2 separate regions of the Mus musculus genome follow, and region 1 is linked to region 2. Evidence: chromatin contacts called from public Hi-C data. All regions are on one chromosome and are shown on one strand. The core of a region is the stretch at or near the end of the contact, and the rest is flanking DNA. Distances in the headings are between cores, read along the strand shown.

The links. Hi-C and Micro-C count contacts between places; a contact is called where the count stands out from the background.
Region 1: a contact with region 2 is called in a Hi-C map of cerebellum, with 4 times the contacts expected there. The contact joins the promoter of Slitrk1 here to the promoter of Spry2 in region 2. A contact is called at or near these places in 3 of 484 Hi-C or Micro-C datasets (cerebellum and cerebral cortex).

The regions. Positions count from the first base shown.
Region 1 is chr14:108,912,841-108,917,849 of GRCm38.p6, reverse strand. Slitrk1 (SLIT and NTRK-like family, member 1) reads left to right here and starts at 3,611. Exons shown (of 1, transcript NM_199065.2): 1 at 3,611-5,009. The coding sequence starts at 4,573.
Region 2 is chr14:105,894,619-105,900,144 of GRCm38.p6, reverse strand. It overlaps Spry2 (sprouty RTK signaling antagonist 2), which reads left to right and starts at 3,326. Exons shown (of 2, transcript NM_011897.3): 1 at 3,326-3,557.

The DNA.
Region 1 (5,009 bases), core at 2,362-4,861, 3.0 Mb before region 2:
GGGCAATCAAGAAATTTATTGTTACTTGGTAATCCTAGCACTTCATTGGCTAAGACAGAAGGAACTTTAGTTCATGCCTTACTTGTTTTACACAAAGACTTGTACTACTTAATGTACTACTGATGTCAAGAAGACCTTGCTGACAGGAGCCTGAGATAGCTGTCTCCTGAGAGGCTCTGCTAGAGCTGACAAATACAGAGTCAGATGCTCACAGCCATCCATTGGACTGAGAACAGGGTCCCCAGTGAACGAGTTGGGGAAAGGACTGAAGGAGATGAAGAGGTTTGCAACCCCATAGGAAGAACAACAACATCAAACAACCAGATCCCCCAGAGCTTCCAGGGACTAAACCACCAAACAGAGTACACATAGAGGGGTCCATGGATCCAGGCACATATGTAGCAGAGAATGGTCTTGAAGAATATCAGTGGGAGGAGAGGCCCTTGGTCCTGTGAAGGCTGGATAGCCCAGTGTATGGGGAATTCCAGGGCAGAGAGGCAGAAATGGATGGGTGGGTCAGGGATCACCCTCATAGAAGCAGAAGGGAGGGGAGATGATATAGGGAGTTTCAGGAGGGTAAACCAGGAAAGGGGATATAATATAAATATAAATAAATAAAATGTCTGATTTTTAAAAAGAAAAAAAAGGAAGGGAAGGGAAATGAAAAGAAAATATAAAGGGAAAAGGAAAAGATGAGTCAGAGAGGAAGAGAAAGAAGCAGAGAAGGAAATGAAGTAGCATACTGTTATTCACTTATGCAGGCATTTTGATTTATGTGTAGTCTTTCCTTATATTTCCTCTTCTTTTAAAACATATTTATGCCAGACATGGTAACACATGCCTTCAGTCCCAGTTCTCAGGAAGCAGAGGCAGGTAGACCTCTGAGTTCAAAGCAAGCCTGGTATACACAGCCAGTTCCTCTCCATCCAGAAACCCTGCCTCATGGAGACCTCTGTCTCCAAAAACACACAAAGTATTTATTTATTTACTATTAAAAAATTAAGATTTTATTATATACTTTTTTTTCAGAGATACATTTGTATTTCTCTATACTTTGTTTTGTGGTGAATATTTATCATAAGTTGTATAATCTTCATATATTCATACTAAATTTAATTATTTGCCATCGTGGTCATTACCACACTCATCTCCGAGTGTATGAGGTAATTTACTATTTACAGAAGATAATATGGAAATTTATCTCATAAAATATCAAATTCAGAAACTCTGCAATCTTTCTAATGTGAGTAGTGATTTGAGAAACAAGTCAGAAAGAACCTTAGGAAGGTTGCAATATTAATATCAGTATCAATAATTGTAGCTTACCTAAATTTTGTTCATTTTAATAAAGTTGTTTGTTCTTTGGGTCTCTTCACATAAAGGCCTATTTGCTAAGTCAAATTAGAATGTAAGCACTTGGCAAGGGCGTGATATTATGTGACTATAATGAATAGTGCTTCTATTTAGACAACAAGTTGGTTTGGTTTTTGTTGTTCTTTTTTGTTGTTGTTGTTGTTCTTGTTGCTTTTGTTCTGTGGCTTGCCCATTTCTGCCAACCACATACTGGACAGGACCTTATCTTTTCAAGGTGGTTTAGGGAGAAAGACAATTTAGATGTCAGTTCTACATTTATACTGAAACGGAAAAGTTTTTGTTCCATTTATCTTCTCAAGTCTACAATTCTCAGTTGTATTGCATTCCCTAGGTATAGCGTGTGATTGGTAAAAATCTGTCTCTTCTGCCTGCCCATAGTAATTTAGTAATATAAAGGAGAAATGAGAGACACCAAGAAAGAGTGCCCTTCCCCACACAGACACCTACACATGCTTATAAATAAATGTAAGAATTACCTGTTTATCTCTAACTCTTCTCTAACCAAATTTTCTCGAGTCCATCAATTTGCCTATACATGACACATGAATTTCTTCCCACTTAACTAAGAATAAGCTTCCCAATCCACTCATAAGTAGATGTACTCTTTAGGCATTCCTACAGCATAGCAAGCCTTGGACATGTCCCCAACTCTAGTTTGCTAACAACTTTTCATTCCTCAATCTTCCCACACTGCAAACTTGATTGCATATTTGATTTTATACAAATTATTAGCAAGTATGTATAGTTGGTAAGGTTGCCTAAGACTTGCTTGAAAGGGAAATGTCATCAAGTCTCCTTTGCTTCAGCTTAAGGAAAGATGGCAGCCCAGGCCTTCAACCTTTAATCCCAACAATCAGGTGGCAGAGACAGGCAGGTCTCTGAGTTCAAGTCCAAGCTGTACAGAGAAATTTCAGGACAGCCAGGGATACACAGAGAAACCTAGTCTAAAAACTAAACAAATTAATTAATTAAAGAAAAAGAAAAAGGGGAGAAAAGATGCTTAATATGATTTGTAATTTTTTAAATGGAAAAAAAAAATGTCACCTCTGTTAAAAGTCTGTGAAACTGAAACCATGAAAAAACTGAATCTTAAAGAAAAATGAAGGCATTGCATTTTTTGAGTTTTTGGTCTGGGTAACTTGAACATTCTCTCCTTAAAAAAATCTCAGAGCATTTCTCTCCCTAGCCTCTTGGACCCTGAGTGAGCTGGAGAGGGGATACAGCTACCCAGACTTACAGACCAGGATTTCTACTCTTTCCTCTCAAAATGCAATTTGTTACTTACTTGTATGTATTTTAAATTCCTCAAATCTGGTATGGAAACATTGTCAGGTGTGTGTGTGTGTGTGTGTGTGTGTGTGTGTGTGTGTGCGAGCGCGCGCCTCTGTGTGTGTGTGACACTATGCATGTGTGGTGGCTTAGTACCTGTTTACCAAACTGTTTTTAAAAGCCTCCAAAATTTTGCCTCATCCCCTTCCCTCATTTTCAGAATGTCATGGTAAGATTTCTAGTCTGAAATCAAAGAATTTAAGCATGCATTGTGTTTTCGTCCTGCAGTCTTAAATAACATTGAAGAAATGCCATCAGAAAAACTCAACTCTATCACCAAATTGACTGAAATTTTATAACAACTTTAAAATGGAAAAGTATATACCTCAGTTGTATACCTGGAAATAAATATTCTCTACCAAATTGTGATATTATGTAATATATGTAATATATATATATATATATATATATATATATATATATATATATATATATATATGTATATATTTTTTCCAGACTAGCCACTTTCTGGGTGCAAAAATAAAGTAGAGGTTCCAAAGGCATCAAACGATATAAAACGCTGTACCGCAGAGAAGGCAGAAACACGTTTAAAGCACCGATGAAAATGGCGTGCAATATAATTACCTCAAATTGCCGTTCGCTTGACACCCTGACACTAATTTTATTCAAGCCATTGGGAAATAAATGTTTTAAAAGCCATACTTTCGGAACGCTAGAGCTCGCGGGGGCTGTGAGGTCTTTAAGGAAAGGAAAGGGTAAAGTTTCTAGCACGCAAAAAACATTAAATAATCAATTTAAAATAAGCTTCTATGTAGATCGACAGCCTTTAATACCCACGTTTTCAACGCTTGCCCTAAACGTGGATTTTTTTTTTTTCTTTCTTTCTTTCTTTCAGCATTCCCTCACCAGATGGATTTTTGCTACTGCAGATCAGCAGAGGGTGTCAGATCTTTCAGAGTGCACCAGGCTGGAACCAGCAGAGCTTCTTAGCAACTCCCCCCCTCCTCCCCTTTCTCGCGCTCTCTTCCTCCCTCAGACAACTCGCTCCCCCTCTCTCCTCCCCCCTCACGTAATTCCGAAAGAGCAGAAGAAAGAGAAGGAGAACAAGCAAAGAAGAGCTAGTAAGCGCCGGCCGGAGCACAGAAAAAAAGGGCTGAAGACGACCAAAGGGGAGCAAAGGAACAGGATGGACATCCACAAAACGCAGTGATTGCGGAAATTTTCCAGCGCCATTGGCTGGGCAGTGAGTCTTTTGGGCGGGCGTGATTTCAGCACCGGGGGCACTGGACAGCACCTCGGGGGTACTTCTGGGCAACCCGCAACCGAGACAAGAACTCCACCAGCTGCCTGGACCACTGAAGCCGCCGAAAGCCCTGCTTTGTATCCGAGAGGCAAGGTCAGTCCGACGCACAGCCATCACAGGCAGTGCGCCTGTACTACGCTGCAAACCTGCTTGTTTCTAACATGCACTTGCTTCTAATTGCTAGCATTGTTCCCTTGCTGGTTAGTGAGAACCTCTAAACATGATTCTGTAAGGGTGCGTTTCCTTTTAATTGTACAGGTATATATTTAACTTATTTTGGTTATTTTTAAAGGGTTGAGGGGGAGTAGTTTGCTTTCTCTCTCTCTCTCTCTCTTTCCTCTACTTTCCACCCCCCTCTCTTTTCTGCTTGCCTTGCACTATGTGCCTGGATAGTTTGTGGATATAATTATTGACTGGCGTCTGGGCTATTGCAGTACGGGGGGGTTAGGGAGGAAGGAATCCACCCCCACCCCCCCAAACCCTTCTTTTCTCTTTCTCTGGGATCGGACATTGGAGCACTAAATGAACTTGAATTGTGTCTGTGGCGAGCAGGATGGTTGCTGTTACTTTGTGATGAGATCTGGGATGAATTGCTCGCTTTAAAAATGCTGCTTTGGATTCTGTTGCTGGAGACGTCTCTTTGTTTTGCCGCTGGAAACGTTACAGGGGACGTTTGTAAAGAGAAGATCTGTTCTTGCAATGAGATAGAAGGGGACTTACACGTAGACTGTGAAAAAAAGGGCTTCACAAGTCTGCAGCGCTTCACCGCCCCGACTTCCCAGTTTTACCATTTATTTCTGCATGGCAATTCCCTCACTCGACTTTTCCCTAATGAGTTCGCTAACTTTTATAATGCGGTTAGTTTGCATATGGAAAACAATGGCTTGCATGAGATCGTTCCGGGGGCATTTCTGGGGCTGCAGCTGGTGAAACGGCTGCACATCAACAACAACAAGATCAAGTCTTTTCGAAAGCAGACTTTTTTGGGGCTGGACGATCTGGAATACCTCCAGGCTGATTTTAATTTATTACGGGATATAGA
Region 2 (5,526 bases), core at 2,077-4,576:
AGTTGAGAACACTAGTACACAGCAGACTCTGCTCAACAGCTAGCCCCGGTAAAGTATATTACTTCACGAGTCCTGGGAACCTGGAGTTGAGTATCTCATTGCAACATCGAGTCCCTTGGACTTGTTTGTGTTTTGTTTCACAGTGCCTGACAAGTGGTAAAACCTCTGCTTAGGGCAGAGTTCTCTTTCTAGAACTTTCCACAACACATCTGAAAGTGAGAGTTCTCTTGATGTTTGTCTGAGCGCTACCATTACCCTGGATTCTCTTCCACAGTGGACTCCAGTTTTAATCTGTGAGCATGATAACTGATTTGGAGGCACAGCGGTTTCATGAAACACCTCATTGTGCATATACAATGTGTGCACAAATACAATTAGTCTTTTTTTATTTTAACAGTAGTCTTTGGAAGCACAATATAGTAGCTTATACACTTCACTGGCTGAAAAACAATAAAGCACTAAGATACAGCCTAAGGAATAATTTAAGAGAATCCAACAGATTCTTCCATTTATTTTGCTCTTAAGTTACAGGTAAAAATGTTTTCCTAATGTGAGGATTATGAGAGAGAAAACCAGTAGATTATTACCTAAAATCCTTTCTAATGTATGAAAGATAAGTAGGAATTCTTACATTCTTCCCCAAGCATCCGGAAGTTCCTGATTTAAATTCTATTTTATGCTTTGATTCCTAATGACCTGTTGGCAGAGCTCCTGCGGCGCTGGAGGAAATGGCATGGGGCAAATGTCTCCCAAGAAGCGGCCACCGGGTGCAAGGGTGTGAGGGGAGGTGTTTCCCTTGCCAGCTCTGCTTTCAGATGCTAGCTGGTCACACACCAGCAACTCCTTTCTGACCTGCCTCCCACAACCTGCCTTTGACCCTCCTAGCTCCTGGGTGGAAATTTCGAATTTCTTCGGAATCGAACCAGCTCAATCTCAAAGGGAATGTGGCTAAGGGGGGTGACAAGAAATTCCACCTTGCCTAACGTTTATACTAGAAATCTTAGACTCCCGAAGCCGGCCAACCCACTTCTTTGAAAGGAAGCCCCCCAGCAGGTACTGAGTCCCGCAGAAGAAAGCAGCTCGAGGCCCGCGCCTGGCGCTCGCCCCCTGGCGGCTCCTTCGGGAAGCGCAGCGGCGCCCGCGCTCGCCTGCTGGAGACTCCACGGATTCCGACGCCGCGTGAGCCGCGGTGGCCGGAGAGGCCCTGCTGTCCTGAGCCCAGAGTGGCTGGGACGCGACTGAGTCGGCCGATCGAGCGTCTTCCACCCTCAGCCGTGGAGTTGGGGGGACGCAGGCCAGCGCCCGGAAATAACGCATGCCACTTCCCCTGCCATCTCTAGTTCCAAACCCTAGGCGAAGGAGGAGAGTGGTTGGAGAAACACCGAGAGGGCAAGGAGAGAGCGCAAGCCAGGCGAATGAGGTGCCAGGATAAGTTAGAGACGTCGCCAGAAGGCAGCTAGAGCCCAGGGTAGCAGCGAACAGGTGAGGACTGGAGCGAGAGAAGTCAATCTCCACGTTTTTAGGAGCTCTAACCTCGCACCGTGCAAGGTCGCAGGTGCTGTGCGGGGATTTTGACCTTATAGCAGGTACCTTCCGGTTTAAAAAAAAAAAATGTAAAATCTCAGCTAAAATTGCAACGTGTGCGTGTGGATGCATTTCAGTGACCCCCACCCCCCCGCGCGTGCTTCCATGTGCAGGCACCTTAGTACAGCCGCGGCCAGAGAGTACCTATTTAGAGTTTTAAATGGTTAACTATAGTCCGCTTCCAACATGAACAGGAGGAACTTATATGAGAATGTTCTAGGTGACAGATAGTGGGATTTGAAAGATGACGCTCTTTTTATTTATGGTTTCGCGAAGGAGGAATTCTGTAGTGAAACAGACTCTTCCCCCCCCCCCCCATTTCGGAAGTCCATGATGTCGCCCTGAGTAATCGCGTGGGTATTACAGAATTAATTTAAAAGGTTTTTGCATCGAGCAAAACAGTACCAAAAAAAAAAAATCTTCAAAAGGCCTCCATCTATAGATAATCCCTCTTAAAAAGGAAATTCTAACAAACTACAAGTCCACACACAATCCAAAGCCAATCCCAGCCAGAGCAGAAGGGACTTGAAACCCGAATCTACATTCCGTTCCTCCCGTACAAGGCTCGGGAGGTGGGGGAGGCGGGCTGTGCTGGTGCCCGGTGTATAATCGGGTTAATCCAGTAGACAAAGAATAAACCAATAGCCCTCCCACCTCACTTCCCGCTCCCCTTTCCCTCCCCCTCCTGTTCCCCCACCCTCTTCGCCCCCTGGGCATCGGTGGGGGAGGGGTGCGGTGGAGCGGGGCGGGGTGGGGGGGAAGACAGGAGAGAAGAGGTAGGATCGAAATGGAGATTCCGAATCGAATCTAAAAAGCTGCGACTCGCTTTTCTCGCTAGCACCGGGCGGCCGGGTTAGTTTGCAACGTTCTTCCTTCTCCCCTCCCGGCGGCGAGGGGGAGAAAGTTCCCCAAGCGAGGCCAGCCTCGGGCTGGTATGGTAGCCTCTGGGTGGGGGCTATGGGGGGGGGGACCCTTTAAGGTCAGTGTTTCCTTGAAACTAGATAAACTGACCCCGCGGCGGCCCGCGCGGCCCCGCGTGACGGCGCCGGGGCTGCAGGAGCGGCTGGGGACGCGCGGGGCGGCGCGGTTGCCCTTTTGAATGCCTCCTGCGGCTCGGAGCGCTGGCGGGCGCTGGAGCGCGAGTGAATGTAGCCCCGCGGAGCCAATGAGCTGGGACCGGATGCGATATATCCTCTGGGACAACAACTGCTCTGTTCCGCCTCGGATCCACATGACGCCATTTACTGCTGCCGCGGCCGCTGCAGAGCTCCCTGCCTCCTCCGGAAAGGCGAGGGCGCAGGCCAGCGGCGCCCTCCCCCCCCGTACCCCCCCCCCCCATCCCCGGCCGGGCCCCAGACCCTCCTCCCCCGCCGCCTCCACCCCCTCCGCACCCCCACCCCCGCCTCGGCTTCGCCGCCGCGCCTCCGCAACGCCCAGTCTGCACGAGCGAGAGCTGCGCGCCGCAGCGCCAGCGGAGGAGAGGGGCCGGCGGAGCGCGCAGCGCCCAGGCCCCCGCGCGCGCCCGGCCCGGCCCTCGGCCCCGCGCCTGCCTCCACTTGGGAGCAGCCCCGGGCCCCCGGGTCTTGGCGAGCTGGCCTTAGGTTCTTTGTAAGGCCGTGCTCGCCTCGCTTTCTCTCATCGACCAGGAAAAAAAGAGACTCGCCAACGTTGCCGCTTCGGCCTCTTGTTCATTGAGAAAAAAAAAAAAAGGAGAGAGAGAAGGGGGGAAAAAGGAAATACTCCGCGTGCGCTTCTGGAAGGGAGGTCATCTATCCCGGAATCCGGGAGGGTTCCAACGGTGGAGGACTGGGTTCCAAAATTTCCCCGTGGTTTTAATCCACCGATTGCTTGGAAGTTGGACTGAAGCAGAGTTTGGAAAGAAGGAAAAAGTTTGCATCAGGACTGGATTTATTTGCACATCGCTGGAAGAAGAGGATTCAAGGGAGAGGGGTTGGTGCAAAGCCGCGATCACGGTGAGGAGCGTTTGGCTTTTCCCCTTCTGGAACCATAGCCGGCCGGGAGTGGGGTCCGGGTTCCTCTCTCCACTAAACCAGCTTGCTTCTCGGGAGCATTAGGGAACTACCCCGCGGATCTCCTTCGCCTAGAACAGGGGTTCGGCCATGGCCGGGCTACAGGGTACGCCTATGCAGTATCCCCCGTCCCACGACAGCTCACTCGTAAGGGGTTTGGGGCGGAGGACCGCTTCACTGCGTTCTACTCCTATCCCTGCATTGGCGACGATTCAGTCGCCGAGAGCTTTAAGGGAGGGAAAACACAAAGTGTTTTCTAGGTCGCTGTTGCAGGCTCTGGCATTGCTAACCTGTTCCTCCATTCGTTTGAAGGCTAAGTTGTAGAAGAGCCATCCTGAGGCGGAGGCGCCTGTGGGGCTGCGGTACTGGGCTTCTCACCTCTCCACCTCACCGGGCCAGGAGACCCGGCAGGCGAGCGGAGGCGAGAGTGCCAGGCGGAGGGAGTCCCCGCCTCTGCCGGGTGTGGACAGTCTAGCCCGGTGCGGGTGGGAGCGTCGCCCAGCCTGGCGCCGCGTCTCTGCGGTTCGGAAGTGCAGCTTTCTCTTTTTTTCCGTTCTTCGTGGTCGGCCTAGGTCACGCTTTTTTTTTTTTTTTTAATATATTTGGACACTGAGGCTGACTTAGCACAGGAAGAGATATCAAGTGGTCGCGATCGTTTTCCATTACCTGAAAGTAGGTGGCAAAATAAAAAAGGCTAGTTTTTTCCCCCCTTCCCTCTTTTGTGTTACTGTTTTTAAGATTTGGAGTCTTAACGCCTTTTTTACAAAGGGGTTTCTGTGTCGGTTTGCCCCACCCTAGTGCTGAAGTCCTTTCCCCCTAATCCTTAGTCTGATCACACACTGTTCTTAATGGGGGTTTCAAAGCACTCAAAGGGGGAGGGAGAGGAACTGGGAGAGCGCAGAAGGGGGGGGGGCTGCATTGGAGGCGGCCAGGGATCTGTAGAAATCAACTTTTTTTTTTCTTCCAAAAGATGCTACTTTGCACAGCAAGCAGGTCCTCACGGAAAAGTTTCCGATCCCCGGGGCTCATAGTTGTGTATGCCTGGCGGGTGCAGTGGGGCTCTGGATGAAGCTATTTTTCTTTCGTTTTAAGAAGTATGTCTTATTCTTTCTGATCTAAAAGGAGGTAGGCGTGTGCAGATTACAGGCAGTGCTTGCTTAGGTCATTGCCCCGTGGAGTCGCTCTGGGAGTGTGGGTGCAAGCTGTGCGCCCTAAGCCCGGCTCTTCCTCGGGCCGTCGGCTTTGGAAACTAGTGAGGACGGCCGTTTTGAGGGCCTTCCCAGAAACACCTTGTGGTGACCTTGCGGCGGGGGGGTGGGCGTGTTAGAGTGGCTCCCCCTCTTGGGGCCGGATGGCAGTTCCTCTTGGGTTGGGGGAAATTTTAGCCGCGGGGGTGGAGGAGGGGAAAGTGTGCTCGTGCCTTTCATGACACGTCCCCTTCGGAGGCGCCCGCGCCCCCTGCCTGCCTCAGCTTCTGCAGATTGTACACGGGAGGGGCCGGGCTGGCCCCTGGACAGCGTCAGTCCGCCTGGAGAAAAGTCCCCCGGGGTTCTAGCTGAGTCCCACCTGCTGGGGACTGTGTGGGGGCGCAGATAGAGCCGATAAACGGGTTGAAAGCGAAGAACAGCCTTGTGTACCTTGCTGTTGGAGGTGAGCAGATCCGGTTTCCAGCTCTGTCTGGTTTGTCACCTGCCTTGTTCGCTGTCCTTTTCCAAAAAGCAGAGGTTGGGTTAAAAAAAAAAAAAAATCCGGTTTTGCTTATTTTCCTTTATTTTCATGTGGACTCGGGAGAGGGGATGGGATGGTACTTAAATCGAAGCATGACTGTAATTTTTAAGTTTACTTGACAGGATCATAGGCTTCCACTGTGACATTTCAGATTCCTAAAACTTTTCTTGTTGCAGTTACTTGC